Regions from separate parts of the Oryctolagus cuniculus genome. Here region 2 is linked to region 1. Evidence: chromatin contacts called from public Micro-C data. All regions are on one chromosome and are shown on one strand. The core of a region is the stretch at or near the end of the contact, and the rest is flanking DNA. Distances in the headings are between cores, read along the strand shown.

Region 1 (7,181 bases), core at 3,328-5,827:
CATCACAGGAAGCTGACTGGAAGCAGAGGGGCCAGGACCAGCGCCAGGCACCCAGGCATCCCAGCAATGCCTTCTCCTGGCCCTCAGCAAGGGTTTATTAAGAACCTGTGGGCCGGCGCCGCGGCTCACTAGGCTAATCCTCCACCTAGTGGCGCCGGCACACCAGGTTCTAGTCCTGGTCGGGGCGCCGGATTCTGTCCCGGTTGCCCCTCTTCCAGGCCAGCTCTCTGCTGTGGCCAGGGAGTGCAGTGGAGGATGGCCCAAGTGCTTGGGCCCTGCACCCCATGGGAGACCAGGAGAAGTACCTGGCTCCTGCCATTGGATCAGCGTGGTGCGCCGGCGGCGGCGGCCATTGGAGGGTGAACCAACGGCAAAGGAAGACCTTTCTCTCTGTCTCTCTCTCACTGTCCACTCTGCCTGTCAAAAAAAAAAAAAAAAAAAAACAAACAAACCTGTGATTTGCCTTGGTGTTTTAGGAACATTAATGTGGAGGCCAAAACAAGACAGGGCATGAAAGAGAATGCAGGTAAAGTCCCCGGATCACTCTTTGGTGAAAATACCTAAGTCAAGGAAAAACACAATGGTTGGTGGATTTTGCTCCCTGCCCGTCTCTTTGGAATCAGTACATCCACAAAGCAGGGCCCCATGTCGGGGGAGGGGGAACGGGGGGGGGCAAGGCGCATTCTGGGGATGGTTACTTCACGGCAGCCATGCTGTCCCATGTAGACTGTGTCTGTAGTCAGAGCCCCATGGCACCTGCTGAGACCCATCGCCCTGGCTGCTGACTTCCTGTTTGCCCAGCATACGAGTCATCTCCTTTCCCAGGAACCGCCCTGGAGTCCAACCTCTGCCCTCCTTCCCTGGAATTGTGGGGCTGAGTCCCTGGGCTGCCCTCCCCTCCGTGGCCCGTTACCCTTCCCCTCCCCGCTCCTCCATTGTCCCCAGCCCCCTCTCTCCCCTTTACCTTCCCGCGAGTGCTCCCATGCACGGTCCACCAGAGTTCAGCTCTTTCTCAGGTCACGTTCCGAGTGCTGAGACCGATCAGAAAGAAAAGGGAGGTTATTTCCTGTAGCTTGGTTTTACGAACATAGGACAGATTTTATAAAAAGAAAACAAGAGTGGCATTTGTTCACCTAGTAGTTACTCTAATTATAGACGGCTGGGTGTCCCGGGCAACCATGCTGGGTGACAGAAGGGTTGCGTCAGACAGGATGCCTCATTTCCAGCTTCCCCCTGTTGATGCCCCATGCGCGCCCTAATCAGCATTTTAAAATTACAACCTGCTGGTCGGCCGGATAGAAGGGCTTCCCAGTAGCCCAGCTGTGGCCTGCAATTCTGTATTACCAAAGCTGCATCATTTCCACATTCTCAGCCTTACTGTTTGTCTAGGAATACTGGACATTTGTTTTGGGGAGAAAACAGACATTTGGGAGTTCTCATTGGAAGACAGAGGAAAAAAAATCAAAATCTTATTCTGGCAAAGTAGTGTGTTCCCCCACCCCCGATACCCTTGGCTGTTGTTAGCAGGCAGGGAATTCGCTGCTGCAAGAATATGGCGGGGGTAGGATGCCATAGCCAGCCCAGAAGTGTCCTCTCCCACAGAGCCCAAAACTGGGATTTTAAAAAGGAATCGAGGGGCCAGTGCTGTGGCGCAGTAGGTTAACGCCCTGGCCTGAAGTGCCGGCATTCCATATGGACGCCAATTCGAGACCTGGCCGCTCCACTTCCGATCCAGCTCTCTGCTATGGCCTGGGAAAGCAGGGGAGGATGGCCCAAGTGCTTGGGCCCCTGCACCCACGTGGGAGACCTGGAAGAAGCTCCTGGCTCCTGGCTTCAGATCAGCACAGCTCTGGCTGTTGCAGTCAATTGGGGAGTGAACCAGCAGATGGAAGACCTCTCTCTCTCTCTGCCTCTCCTCTGTGTAACTCTGACTTTCAAATAAATAAATAAATCTTTTTTTAAAAAAGAGATGCAGACATCTTTAAAAATGATGTATTAAAAAAAGGAATGGCGCACCTCTGTATTTATAAGCCCTTCCCTGGCTTTCTATTCGAACAGACTTCTGGGAATGTTTTCGAGGGCGAGGCCTCTGACAGGGGTCACAAACCCACCTCCCCACCAACCATTTCCAGACAGCAAATGTATTTGTTTTGGCCCACGGAGTATTTTTTTAAAAAACAAGGATTAATTTTATTAACATTTTTCAAATTATGTAAATATTTATAGAAAAATAAAATCCAGACAAGGCAGCCCTGGGACGTCACTTCCAAGTGGGTGGTGGTGGACGCGGACCAGGACCCAGGAGGAGACATGTAAGGGGCTCACTCCCAGGCAGGGCAGGGCTGGAAAGGTGACTGGTTTCTCTCACGCCTGCATCACTGAGCCCGAACCTTAAAATGACAGCAAACATTCTGTTCATCTGCTCCAGCGAGCTGTCAGAAACTGACACGGCCCTAAATATCTGTTCAGAGACCTGGTTTCTGAAAGCCGGACGCCAGGCTTCCTCCTTCCTAAAACTCCTCCCTATTCTTCCCCGACACTCCATCCCCAGCAGTCACCACGTCCTGCTGTCCACTCCTCCGAAATCCCAGTGAGCAGGAGCCACCGGCCACGTGAGCAATGCAAATGTGACTAGAGCTGAACTGAGACACACGTAAATGTTTCGTTCTGAAAAAAAAAAAATCTAGATCAACTCAAGTAATATATATTTAAAATCATATATATACTTAAAATCATATGTATACAATTTATTTGAAAGGCAGAGCGACAGAGAGAGTTCCCATCTACTGGTTCACTCCCCAGACACTCACTACGGCCAGGGCTGGGTCAGACCAAAGCCAGAAGCCCGGAATTCAATCCAGGTCTCCATGGACGTGGTGAGGACCTAAGCCAACCAGGATGTGCCTTAGCGGGAAGCTGGAATCAAGAGCACGAGCCGGGAATCAAACCCAGGCACCCTGTCTGCACTCCCAGTATGGAACTGACTCCAGGATACCAGGCAGCCTTAACCACTCCACCAAAAGCCGGCTCCTGAAAGAACATTTTTGGGCTATTCTTAAATGAACGGCTGTCAGTAAAATTGCTGTGCCCATTTCTTTTAAGTGTATATTCTAGAAAACTTAAAATTGCTTATGGAGCATACATTTGTGGCTTTTGTCTTTCTACTGGACAGCACCACCTCAGCAACTCTTGATTGGTCTTAACCTTCAGGCCTCGCTGCCCTCAGAGCCTCGTCTCTCACGCCCCTTCACTCTCAGAATTTCACATGAGTCCCCCAAAGACTTCTAGAACTTTCCCCACTCTGAATTTGTCCTGCTCTCCCTGGCTGAGTTTATCTGCCCAGGACACTGCTTTTATCACGAAACACAAAACACCTGCTCCCCACTCTAAAGTCCAGTTTCTCAATGGCAAACCGACAGTAACAGCTTCCTCTGTAAAAAGCGTTATACACTTTATGCAATTCTCCCAACCACCTAGCCCCTAGCCGGCCAGACTCGGTTTTCTAACTAGAACAGAGAGAAGCGCAGCATTGAGCTGAGCCTGGATTTGCAAGGTTGCAAAGACGCCTCAGTGAACGAACCCAGATCTTTCTTTCCAAGTAACACGGATAGCTTAGACAACACGGCACCCAGCTCAACAATCAGCACCTGTGCATCTCCTCGCTGAACGTGTGTGTGTGAGGGTGGAGGTGGGGAGAAAGAACAAGAGAGTGAGAACAGAAACTGCTACATTTTGCCTTTCAGAAAACCCAAGCCGGAAATATAACCAGAAAAGCTTCAGAGAAATAGTGCTTTTATTTTTTGGTGATTTATTTTCTAGTCCCAAGGCTCATCCAACGTGCAGGATTTTGTCCCAAATGAAGTAAACCTGATGGATGCCAGGCGTGGTCTTGGTCCTTTGCAGGGCGCGGGGGTCCCACGCGGCACCGTGGACTCCCCGCACACGGTTCGGCCACGCGGGGCTCCGGCGGGCTCTCCCGCGGACTGCACCGCCGCGCCTTCCTGACAAGGCCGGGCAGGATCCGGGGAGATGGTCTCCCCAGCAGTAGGAGCTCGCAGCCGCACGGCCACAGATAAGCCCGAGTCAGCCACTTCGCTCACAGCGGCTTGAGGACTCCGCAGAAGGGCGCGGCCCTGGCGTCCAACGCTGGCTACCGAGCTCTGAGTGTCAAGGGCAGACACTCACACTCGCCAGGCGGTTTGGGTGGGGCAGGAGCGAGCGCGTCGCTTTGTCTCCTCTGCGGTGTCCGAGGGACGCAGGTGCCGGAGCCCAGCCAGCCGACCCGGAGGCTCTGGCAATGAAAACACCACCACGTGGCCTGCAGCCTTTCCGTCACGCGCCTTCGCCCAATGGCAAACCGCGACGAGAAGTCGGGGGCGGGCCACCAGCTCGGGAGAGGGCCCGCCCATAGGCGCCGCGGATTGGCCAAAGGAGCGGCACCTGCCCCCCGGGCATGGGCTCGGGGCCAATGGTGGCCGACAGTAGGGGCCCCGCCCCGTCAGCTGCTCGCTTCCGCGAGACCCGCCGCCCGGGCGGCGAGGGGCGGGGCGGATCGGGAAGGGACGGGGCGGGGCTAGGGGCGGGGCGGGGCTGGCCGCCCGGCCGGGGAGCCGGCGCGGGCGGGCTGCTGAGGTGGCTGCCGCCGGCTCGGAGCTGAGGCTTCCCGGGTCGAGCCCCCGATGGAGGCCGAGGCCACGGACGCCCCTCCCGGCGGGGCGGAGGCGGCGCTCAGCTGCTTCTCTTTCAATCAGGACTGCACGTAAGCCGCGGCGCCGGCCCCCTGCCCGGGAAGAGGGGGACGCAATGTCCGCGACCCAGGGGTGTTGTCCAGACCGCAAGTTGCGGCGAGAGAGACGCAGGCCTGCGTCCCGGGAGGGCGTGGGCGGGACGGCTGGGGGCTGCATCGCCCTGGCTGGGGTCTCGTTAGCCACCCCTCCCCCCCCCCCCCGGCGGCGGGGTTCGAGCCCCCAGCCCCGCGGCGGGCCGAGCCGGAGGACCGGAGTCTGCAGAGGGAGGGGGCTGGGGAGGGGTGGAGGGAGGACTCGGACTGCGGGGAAGGGGCGGCATGGAAGCCGCGACCCCGGCCGGGGAGGCGGGAGGGGCAGGGGTCCCACACGAAGGCGAGAGCGGGGACGGAGGCCCGGCCTGCCGACCCCAGACGCTGTGGCGGGGGCGCAGGGAGATGGCCGTGCGGAGAAAACTTTCCCATTTGTCCTTGAGCATCCCAACGTGGCATCTGGGCAGGGCCTGGCTCCCAGAGGCAGCCTATCCCTGCGGCGCGGGGCGTCTCGCCCCGGGGGCTGGGGGTGGAGGGAGCCCGCAGCGCCCACCCTGCCCTGCGAGGTCTCCTCCGAGTCCAGGAGCCCTTCCGGGGCCCACTCGCTGTGTGTGCTTCTGAGTGGGTTTTTAATGTTTCACTTGGATGTCTACATCTGGACTTTGGCCAAAAAAAAAAAAAAAAAAAAAGAAAAAAAAAAGCCACCACCAACCCGGAATTGCTGGACTGAGACTTGGGCACCTGCAGGGTCCTGTCTGGAGCGCACGCCTGTCTGTGTCCCGCGTCCTGGAGGGTCGCATCTCCTTGGGGTCCCCCCCCCCCGCCCCAGCATCAGGCAGATCGGGCAGGGATGGACGCTTCCCTCTTTCCCACTTCCTGCTGTACCAGTTTCCTTCCGCCCTGTTCCCGTGCCTTGGCTGCCAGTCGCTGGGCTGTGCTAATATTGAACATTCAGTGGTGTAATTAAGGCCGTCGTGTACCATAAGCAACCTTGGCTGCCATTCCCTCTGTGTTTTTGTTTAAAAACAGCCTGCCCGGAACAATATGCCTTTGTTTGGGAAAAAAGCCATATGTGGAGTCAACTCATGGAGTGGCTCCATGGCTTGGTTGTGAGTAGTCACTCATCCAGGCATTTCTTGACCACAACCCACAAAGAGAAGTACATATTGCAACATTCCCCCAGATCTGTATACTTAGAATATCCATAAAATATTATGTGCAAAACCCTCTGGCGTTTCTTTTTTTTTTTTTTAAGCTGCTTGCCACCCACTGAATTGTTTGCAGGATCCCCTTGTGGGCTGAGACCCACCTGATGTTATAGATAAATTCTGTTTTGTAAGAAACATTTTGCAAGAGGGTATGGCTGTGCAAATGCCTCAGTGATGTTTTCCTTCCCAGTTGAACACTGGTTAAGGAAACGAGTTAGTTTGTTTCCAAGTAGTAAATATTCTAAGTGCAGCTTTGTGATAATGGATTTAGGGGGGAAATGACGTTAATTTTTATTCTGCTTATTAAGGAATCCACAGTAAACCCCAGCTTCCTAGAGCAATTAGACAAGAATGTTTTTTTCGAAACTGTTCATTTTCTTAGTCCCTACTGTCAGTGCTGTGTGCCTGGAGGAGGGCCCTCCTGGCAGCTTTGGCTGCTTATAAATAAAAGTTCTTGTCACCGTCAGTTGCTTTGCGCCGCAAGGGTGTGACATTGGATTTTAAAATAAGTCCAAGCCCCTTTCCCAAACGCATTTAGATGTGTGGGTGTGTGCTTTTCTATAAATGTAGGCTGAGTTTGGGACCCAGTATTTCTGGAGAAGCTTAGTAAAGATGGCTAACCTTCACCAGTCTCCTAGAGCCGCACTGCGCTAGACACTTGAGCTACATTTTGTAATTTGGTGGGTAACACATACTTGTCCCAGCCCTCATTTGCCTGTGTGATGATGAGACTCTTGTTCCTATAGGAAGGCTTTATGAGTCAGAGTCTAAGCTTGGATTTCTTGATCCGGTCTGTTTGTGGTCAGGAGCATGGCTTGTTTTTATAAGTGAAGGAAATGTCACAGCAATCGCTAGAGTCTAGGGTGAAGCCTTAGGAAGCAGCTCCTGGCTGCTTTTCCAGTCGCTGTTTAGTGTGGTTAATACTGCAGCTTTGGTGGCCAGTACTGTGGCATAGGAGGTTAAGCCTCCACCTGCAGTGCCAGCATCCCATATGGGCACCAGTTCGCATCCTGACTGCTCCTCTTCCAATCCAGCTCTCTGCTATGGCCTGGGAAAGCAGGGGAGGATGGCCCAAGTGCTTGGGCCCCTGCACCTGTGTGGGAAACCCAGAAGAAGCTCCTGGCTTCTGGCTTCAGATGGGCCCAGCTCTGGCCATTTGGGGAATGGACCAGTGGATAGAAGACCTCTCTCTGTCT
Region 2 (7,538 bases), core at 2,902-5,401, 180 kb after region 1:
CCTCTGGCCAAACCCATGTGAGCACATTTCACTCTTCTGATAATTCCACAAATAGAACATTATTTACTTTAGAAATAATCCTCTCAGCTACAAACGCTAATCTCTGTAAACCTGGAGAGAAACACGGTCACTTGTGGGAGAGCCTGTATTACTGCAGCCCAGGTCAGTCCTGCTACTCTGTCACATCTTCTCTCGCATCATGCAATATTTAAGAACCTTTTTTTTTTTTTTAAAGAAAAGGTCAAGTTAGAAACAGTTTGTGGTCATGCTGCCTATCCTTCTCAAATGTTCAAGGTAAGTTAGCTAGCGATACCTAGATAAATGAGCAAATTGTTTTTAAATTATTTGTAATGTTTCCATCTCTATCAGGTTAATAATGAAAGGGGGAACTTGTGATAAAAAGATAGCTCAAACCAACTATCAGACAGTAGGCGCTGGCGCCTCCACTGGAGCACACTGGCAGGGGCACGGCAGCGCTGTAAGAACCTCGCGTGAATGGAGCTGAGGATGAGGGGCACAGACAGGGGAGGCGCTACAATCCCCCAGCTCCCTTCTCTGGTAGAAAGCAACGCTTGGCCCCCACACAAAGCCTGGGACTAATGAGCATCCAGACGGATCACAATGTCTCAGTCCCTGGGACACGCTCCCACCCCCAGAACACCAACGAAGCACTCCCCTTACTCCACTGGGCTCTTCCCTCGCAAGCCTGTCACAGATCCTGGCAGACGAGATCAGAGAAACAGGAACAAAAATGGACAGGTGGGGAAAAGAGAAGTAGAAATGGGAAAAAAATGCAGAGTAATGACTTGTTTCCAGACCCGTTCCTACACCCAGTATCTTCACTGTATCAAAGAGTGAAGCTGACTTAAAAAAAAAAAAAAAAAAACTTAAGAGACAGAATGAGAAAGACACATACACTACTTTTTCAGTCTGTGGCTATTTATCTAAGCAGGAAGACCACGAAAAGTAAAGAGCTGAGAAACAATCACCAATATTTTCACATATGCTAATGATAGTTCAAATATCTGTAATTTAATTTACCTCACTACTGAGTTGCTTATATATACCTTCTGTTGTGTTGAATGCCTATACAGTGCCATGTATATATAGACACTTTTAGTATATTTGCACTTTTTTGTAAATAACCTCAAAATGATTGTGAAATTATTACCTTCGAGACCAGGTAGGTGGGGCTGGTGTTGGGGCACAGCGGGTAAGCGTCTGCCTGCGACTCTGGCATCCAAGTGCCAGTTTGAGTCCTGGCTACCCCACTTTCCATCCTGCTCCCTGGTAATGCAACTGGGAAAGCAGAGGACGATGGTCCAAGTGCTTGGGCCCCTGCTACCCACGAGACGGATGTCCAGGCTCCTGGCTTTGGCCTGGCCAGCCCTAGCTATCTGGGGCCATTAGGGGAGTGAACCAGTGTATGCAAGATCTTGCCCTTTGTTGCCGCTCCTTCTCTGTAATCCTGTCTTTCAAATAAATAAATATTCATGAAAAAAAAAAAAAAGACATAGTAAGTTCACATAATTCAACAATGAACTTCCCACTATGCCATGACGCCTCACTGAAAATAGTATACGGTGTCAAAGATCAAGATTATTACTGGTTGGAACATTTTCCCTTTTGCCACCTTAAAATAGTCTCAAGTTGCATGACAGTTTCTACCAACACCGTGAAAATGAAATACCATCTGTCAAAGAGGCCTGTCCGAAGACAAAATTCCAGGAATCTCTTGGGTAGAGATCAATCATGGTTATTCCCACGACACAGAAGGCATCTTCAGGCTTCTTCTTCTTTAGGAACTTCAGGATGTGCCCTATTGTAAAAGAAACGTGTGCGTGTGTATATGAGCTACGCAGATACACGCATCTGGACTTACTCAGTTCACGCTGGAAAGCTGCTTAATTCACCTGCATGAATCTGTAGATTCTGTGTGTTATCGTTGATTCTAAAGGAACACCTTGTCGCAGAAACAGAAACCGGTTCGAGGAGTTTTACTGTCAAGCCATAGAAAAATGCTTCACAGTAGCCTTTGAGCCATTTAATATATTCTTCGCTGATAATCCTAGTGTTGCCTAGAGCACCTATAAAATGGGAGAAAATTTAAAGACGCACCTTGAGGTGGGTGAAATATTGTCTTTAATCTGAAATTAGAAACAAAATCAACTCTAAATTTTCAATACAACTGTATCATTCATTGAAGCCAATATGAATTGAAAAGCAATGCGATGTTCATTTTAAGTCTGTTGGGCTATAAAATGTCTGGCACTGCAATGAATGTCAAAAATGATCCTAAGAGCGCCTACTGGAATCAAACAACAGTACACACTACCCCGGACAACAGCACCAACCCCGAACCAGCACATGACCCATACGTACCAATGGACTGGATATAAATACTACGCTTCTCCGCAGAGGGTGTGTTTCTGTAAGGATCACTGTAAAACTGCTCAAAGTCTTGGGGAGCCTCAGGATGGGAGGTGATCCAGTCCGACTGTGAATGCAAGGTAATGGGACCAAAGAGGTCACTGGTCGGCTGGAAGGCTTCGTTCATTAAACGCTGCTCCCCCGCTTCGAATTTCTCATACTGGGACACAAGCACTGGGTTCTTGGAGATGAGAGCGGTTTTTAAGGTCTGTTCAGAGTGCCGAAGTATTTGCATCTACCCAAAAACACACGAGTCGTCACCTGCAAACGCGTATCCACACTGGGGGCTTTACCACCCCTCCACGTACATCTCTGATTTCTTGCTAGACTGGAATGACTGACTGCTCCTGCCTTGGGGTGGCCACACTGACAGTGATCTCAATGCCATTCGATGTCTTGGGCAGGGTAACTAAGACACTGGAAAGATATCATCAACTCCACTCCGTCACTGCCTATGGAACCTGCTTCTGCTATCAAAACGAATGGTGACCCTTAGAGAACGAACTGGCATCTGATTTCTTTTTAGTTGGGTAATACTAATGAGCTGACTCATTAGGGCCACATGAAAGGTACTCATCCTTTCCAATGTGACTCAGAGGTACACACGATCAGAGAACTCAAGTAAACCCTGCCACTTTGCCACTTCTGTAATTTAACTGCCGGCTACCAGGAGGCAGCTCCAGCACCGAAGGGTATTGCCTCAAAGTCCTGTCGGGGAAGGCGTGCTATGACTCACGGTGACAGGGCTCTTCCATTCGCATCGTGTTCCTCTGCAGAGCTGTCAAACTTCCCGTCGGAATGGCTCAAACATGTTCCACCACGAGCCCTCTGAGTTAGAAAGGGAAAAACTGAACATCTCCGTCTGGAGCGCGTCTGCCTGCACCCTGCCCCGCTGCCCGATTACCTACATTGTTCCAGTTTGACAAACTGCAGGGGAAACTTAAGCTAACGTCTATTCCGAATTCTGGAAATCCAGAGGACCAGATCAAAGGCTCCCGCCGTGCGAGCTGATGCGGGCGCAGGGTGTTCCTCACACTAGCTAACCGAGCTGAAACGCGACCTCAGTGCAGGGCCAGAGCTACTCCGGAATTCTACCTACCTTACAGGGCGGGGAGGCGCCCAGGGGAGTGTTTACCTTATAAGGACGGGCTTGTCCGGAAACATGGCGTGCAGGGGTGCCTTCACCCTGACATCAAAAAAAAAAAAAGGCGGTGCGAAGGGTCAGGGGGCCTGCTCCAGCCTCCAGGTGTGACCTGGATGGAGCCCCAGGAGGCTGCCGGGGACCTGGGCTGCCCCGGGCCTCCAGACCAGCTGGTCCCCGCTCGCCGGCTGCCCACAGCCACTCCGCACACCTCGCACACTGGCTGGTGAGCGTAGTGGGGTCCCCCCCCCAGCCCCGTCCATCGCTTCGCCCTTCCTCCTCCTCCTCGGAGAGCCCCCCTCGCCCTCGCGCCCCGGGGACATCCCGCCCCCGCAGTCCTCACCGCTTCCGCCCCGGCCGCCCTCCCACCGACCGCCTCTCTAACCGGGCGGCCCCGCCCAGGAGGCCCCGGCCCAGCGCTCGCAGCCCGCCCCGCATTCACGCCCCTCACCCCGACGGGCCTCGACACCCGCCGCCCGCCGCGGCCCCTGCGCGCACGCGCGGCGCGTCCTGCGCCCCGTCCCGCGCTCCTCCGCGCGGACCACGCCGCACGCGCACGCGCCCCATTGGCCACGCCCCCTAGCGCGGGGCCGCCTGGGCCGGCGCGGAAGCGCGGCGGCCGTGCTGGTTTCCCCAGCGTGGGGAGTCGCGAGGTGGCGACGGGGCGCACGAGGCCGCCCCTGCCGTCGTCGCCTGTCTGCCGCTGTCCCTCGCGGGGCGCCACTGCCCGGTTCTCAGGCGCCGCCCGCGGGCCCCGCTGGGTCACGGGGCAGCGGGCGCGAGGCGCCCCGCGTGGGAGCCTGCGTCACGCGACCGCGGTTCCCCGGCGGCCCCGCCGGGGTTTGCCAGATTGCGAATGCCCTCAGCGTGACTAATGTCACAGGCCAGGCCCGGAGCGCAGTGAGCCGTGGCCGCAGGTTGACGCGGAGCCTGGGCGCGCGCTGCCTCGGGCCGTCCCCCGCCGCGGCCGGACTTTCCCTTCCGGACTCGGCGGCCCCGGCGCAGGTGCAGCGCGCGCCCGCGGCCCCGTGCCCACGACGGGCTGGGCGCTGGGAGGGCGCCGCCGCGCGGCCGTTAGCGCCGAACTGACTGCGTGGCTCAGGCCTGCGGGCCGTGCGGTTCTCACTGGCAAGGCGAGAGCCTGGAGCTCTGGTCCGCAGGGCCCGCGGGAAGCTGGGTGCCAGTCCGAACGCCCCTGCGCGTCCCCTCGTGCGTCCTGAGCTGATCGGACGTTAGGACACCGCCGGTGGCCAAGCCGCTGACGCCACTGAGTTCCCTCCCTGTGCAGCGAGGCGCACACAAGCCCGCACCCACACTTCCTCCTGTCCTACCCCTTTTACTCTCCCCCGGGGTTCATCCCACGCTGCACCCCGTTTGTCCTACCAACTTCCAAGGAACCCTGGGAAGCCCTATCCCTTTAAAACCCTGTTTGCCAAACCTCCACCTTTTCCTGCTGGTTCTGGTCTAAGGTTCCACCTTGAAAGGTGCGCAGCTTTCCTCCCTCGAAGCCACATTTTCCCTCCCAAACGTCCCTCAGAAATTCTCCTGTTTCCATTTCCCAGCTATTGTCCTGTCGCTGCAAAGCAACCTGCGGCGCTGGAAGTGGGGCCGTTTTCCCATACTCTGGTTCTCACTCAGTCTACTTCTCTTTCCCAGTCTGCGGGAACAGGACATAACACACGCTTGCTTCAAGTTCACTTTAAGATCTTTTAATTCCAGTGACGACTTCAGCGTCTCCTTATTTGCTCAGCCTCCTGGATCTTTTTTTTTTTTTTTTTTTTTTTTACAGGCAGAGTGGACAGTGAGAGAGAGAGAGAGAGATAAGGTCTTCCTTTGCTGTTGGTTCACCCTCCAATGGCCGCTGCCACGGCGTGCTGCGCCGGCGCACCGCGCTGAACTGATAAGCCTCCTGGATCTTGAAGTTGAAAAATTTTTTTGCCCTCAGTACCCATATCCACCGTTACCTGAACGCAGACTTCAATAAAATGCGTTCACATCATGGCTGTTCTCAAAGTTTGGAGCTGAGGACGCTGGCGGATGGCTCCTACAGGGCCTGAGAAGTGGTGGCTTTCCTACATGCTTGCACGTGGTCCTGCCAGCCCGAGCATCAGTGTGGCCGAAGGCACAGAGATAGTTTGAATTCTGGAAGCCCAGCTCACCAGCCTGTGGCCTGTGCTGGTGACTTAACCTCTTACTCATTTCTCCCCTCACTTATGAAACAGATAATGTGACCCAGATCTTTTTTGAGAGTTCAGGATCAGACACATTCTTATGAGTGCCGTGGCTTTTTTTTTTTCTTTTTCAGATCTGTTTATTTACTCATCTGAAAAACAGAGCCACAGAGAGAAAGACAGAGATTGATCTCGCATCTGCTGATGCACTCCCCAAATGCCTGTAACACCCAGGGCTGGACCAGGCCGAGGCTGGAGTGAAGAACTCCATCCCAGGCTCCTGTATGAGTGGCAAGAACCCAAGTATTTGGGCCACCATCTGCTGCCTCCCAGGTGCGTTAGCAAGAGGCTGGATCTGAGGTAGAGGTGGGGATGGATCCCAAGCACTCTGAAATGAGCTGTGGGTGTTCCAGTGACTCTGTACCACCAATTTTTTTTTTTTTTTGTCCATTAACTAATCTGTAGTTGCAGTTGAACCATAGCATACTTCCAAGAGGACTATGGGTATTTTTATCTGAATGAAAAAGAGCAGATACAGAGAGATTCTCTCATCCTGTGGTTCACTCCTCAAATGCCCACAACAGCTTGGGCAGGGCCAGGCCACAACCAGGTGCTAACAGCTCGAGCTGGGTCTCCACATGAGTAGGAGTAGGAGGTGCCAAGTACTTGCCACCCAGGGCCCAGGGCACACACTAACAGGAAGCTGGGATTGGGGGTGACACTGCGCTTGCACCCAGGCACTCTGACATGAGACATGGGCATCCCAAGCAGCATCTTACTCAGTGGACCAAACACCTGCCTCTCCCCCACCCCTCACTTATTTATTTTTAATTGAAAGAGACAGACCTTTTTTTTTTTTTCTTTCTAATGTTTCATTGTCTCTGTTACATTGTTGTCAGTATTTTCTGCATAGCCCAGCCACATGGGTTGCCTTAGTTTTTTTTCCCCCACTAGGAACCTTCGCTCCCTGTTCTGGTCTAAACTGGTTCTCTGTAGGCCTCCTGCACGGTCGCCGTGGGACGACAGCCACATTCTGTTCTGTTGGATCCGCTGTTTCTTAAACTCTGTGTCTTCCTCTTTGTTGGCATACTCTTTTGGTTTCAGTAGCACATCCCTGAGAACCTTCTGGAATAAAGGTACATAGATTTTGAGCTCTTGGATATCTGAAAACGTTTGTGCTGTCATTGTCTTACAGAGAGTTTGCCTCAGTTGGAGTGAAGGTCTAGGTGGAAAATAACTGCCCTTCAGAACTGTGAAGTTTGCTCTGATTCTTCCTTCTACTACTGCTGAGAGCTTTAACTGTTATTTTTAAAAAGGTCTTAGATCCTCTTTCTCCTCAGCGCTCTGAAATCTAGAAGATAGATGTGCACTTTTTTCTCCATTTATCTTTTTTGTTCGCTTAATGGGGCCTGCAATCTTTTGTATAAAGATTTATTTATTTATTTATTTGAAAGTCAGAATTACAGAGAGGGGGAGAGACAAGAGAGAAAAGTCTTCCACCCTCTGGTTCACTCCCTCAATGGCCACAACGGGTAGGCCAAAGTCAGGACAGGAGCTTCATCTGGGTCTCCCACATGGATGCAGGGACAGCTTATTCCCAGAGAGGGGGCTCCCCACTGTCAGGAGCCTGAGCGCCCCCCAGGGGTATTTGTGCGAATCTGGTCCCGTAGGTCCCCTTTTTCCATCCTGCTACTTCGCTGCCAAAGCAGCTCTCAAACTTCACAACCAACTTGCTTTAGCAAGAGAACGTGTTAAGAGGATTGAGAAGGCCTCAGTCATCCACCTGCTGGCATGAA

Evidence for each region. Hi-C and Micro-C count contacts between places; a contact is called where the count stands out from the background.
Region 2: a contact with region 1 is called in a Micro-C map of ear pinna, with 2.9 times the contacts expected there. The contact joins the promoter of AMZ2 here to the promoter of WIPI1 in region 1. A contact is called at or near these places in 2 of 6 Hi-C or Micro-C datasets (ear pinna and skin fibroblasts).

Annotation. Positions count from the first base shown.
Region 1 is chr17:11,200,896-11,208,076 of mOryCun1.1, forward strand. WIPI1 (WD repeat domain, phosphoinositide interacting 1) reads left to right here and starts at 4,578. Exons shown (of 13, transcript XM_070060406.1): 1 at 4,578-4,759. The coding sequence starts at 4,680. It overlaps LOC127484495 (a long non-coding RNA gene), which reads right to left and starts at 4,432. Exons shown (of 3, transcript XR_011383404.1): 1 at 4,186-4,432; 2 at 965-1,031.
Region 2 is chr17:11,384,158-11,391,695 of mOryCun1.1, forward strand. AMZ2 (archaelysin family metallopeptidase 2) reads right to left here and starts at 4,152. Exons shown (of 10, transcript XR_011383406.1): 1 at 4,023-4,152; 2 at 3,530-3,616; 3 at 3,167-3,258; 4 at 2,383-2,665; 5 at 1,914-2,087; 6 at 1,691-1,819.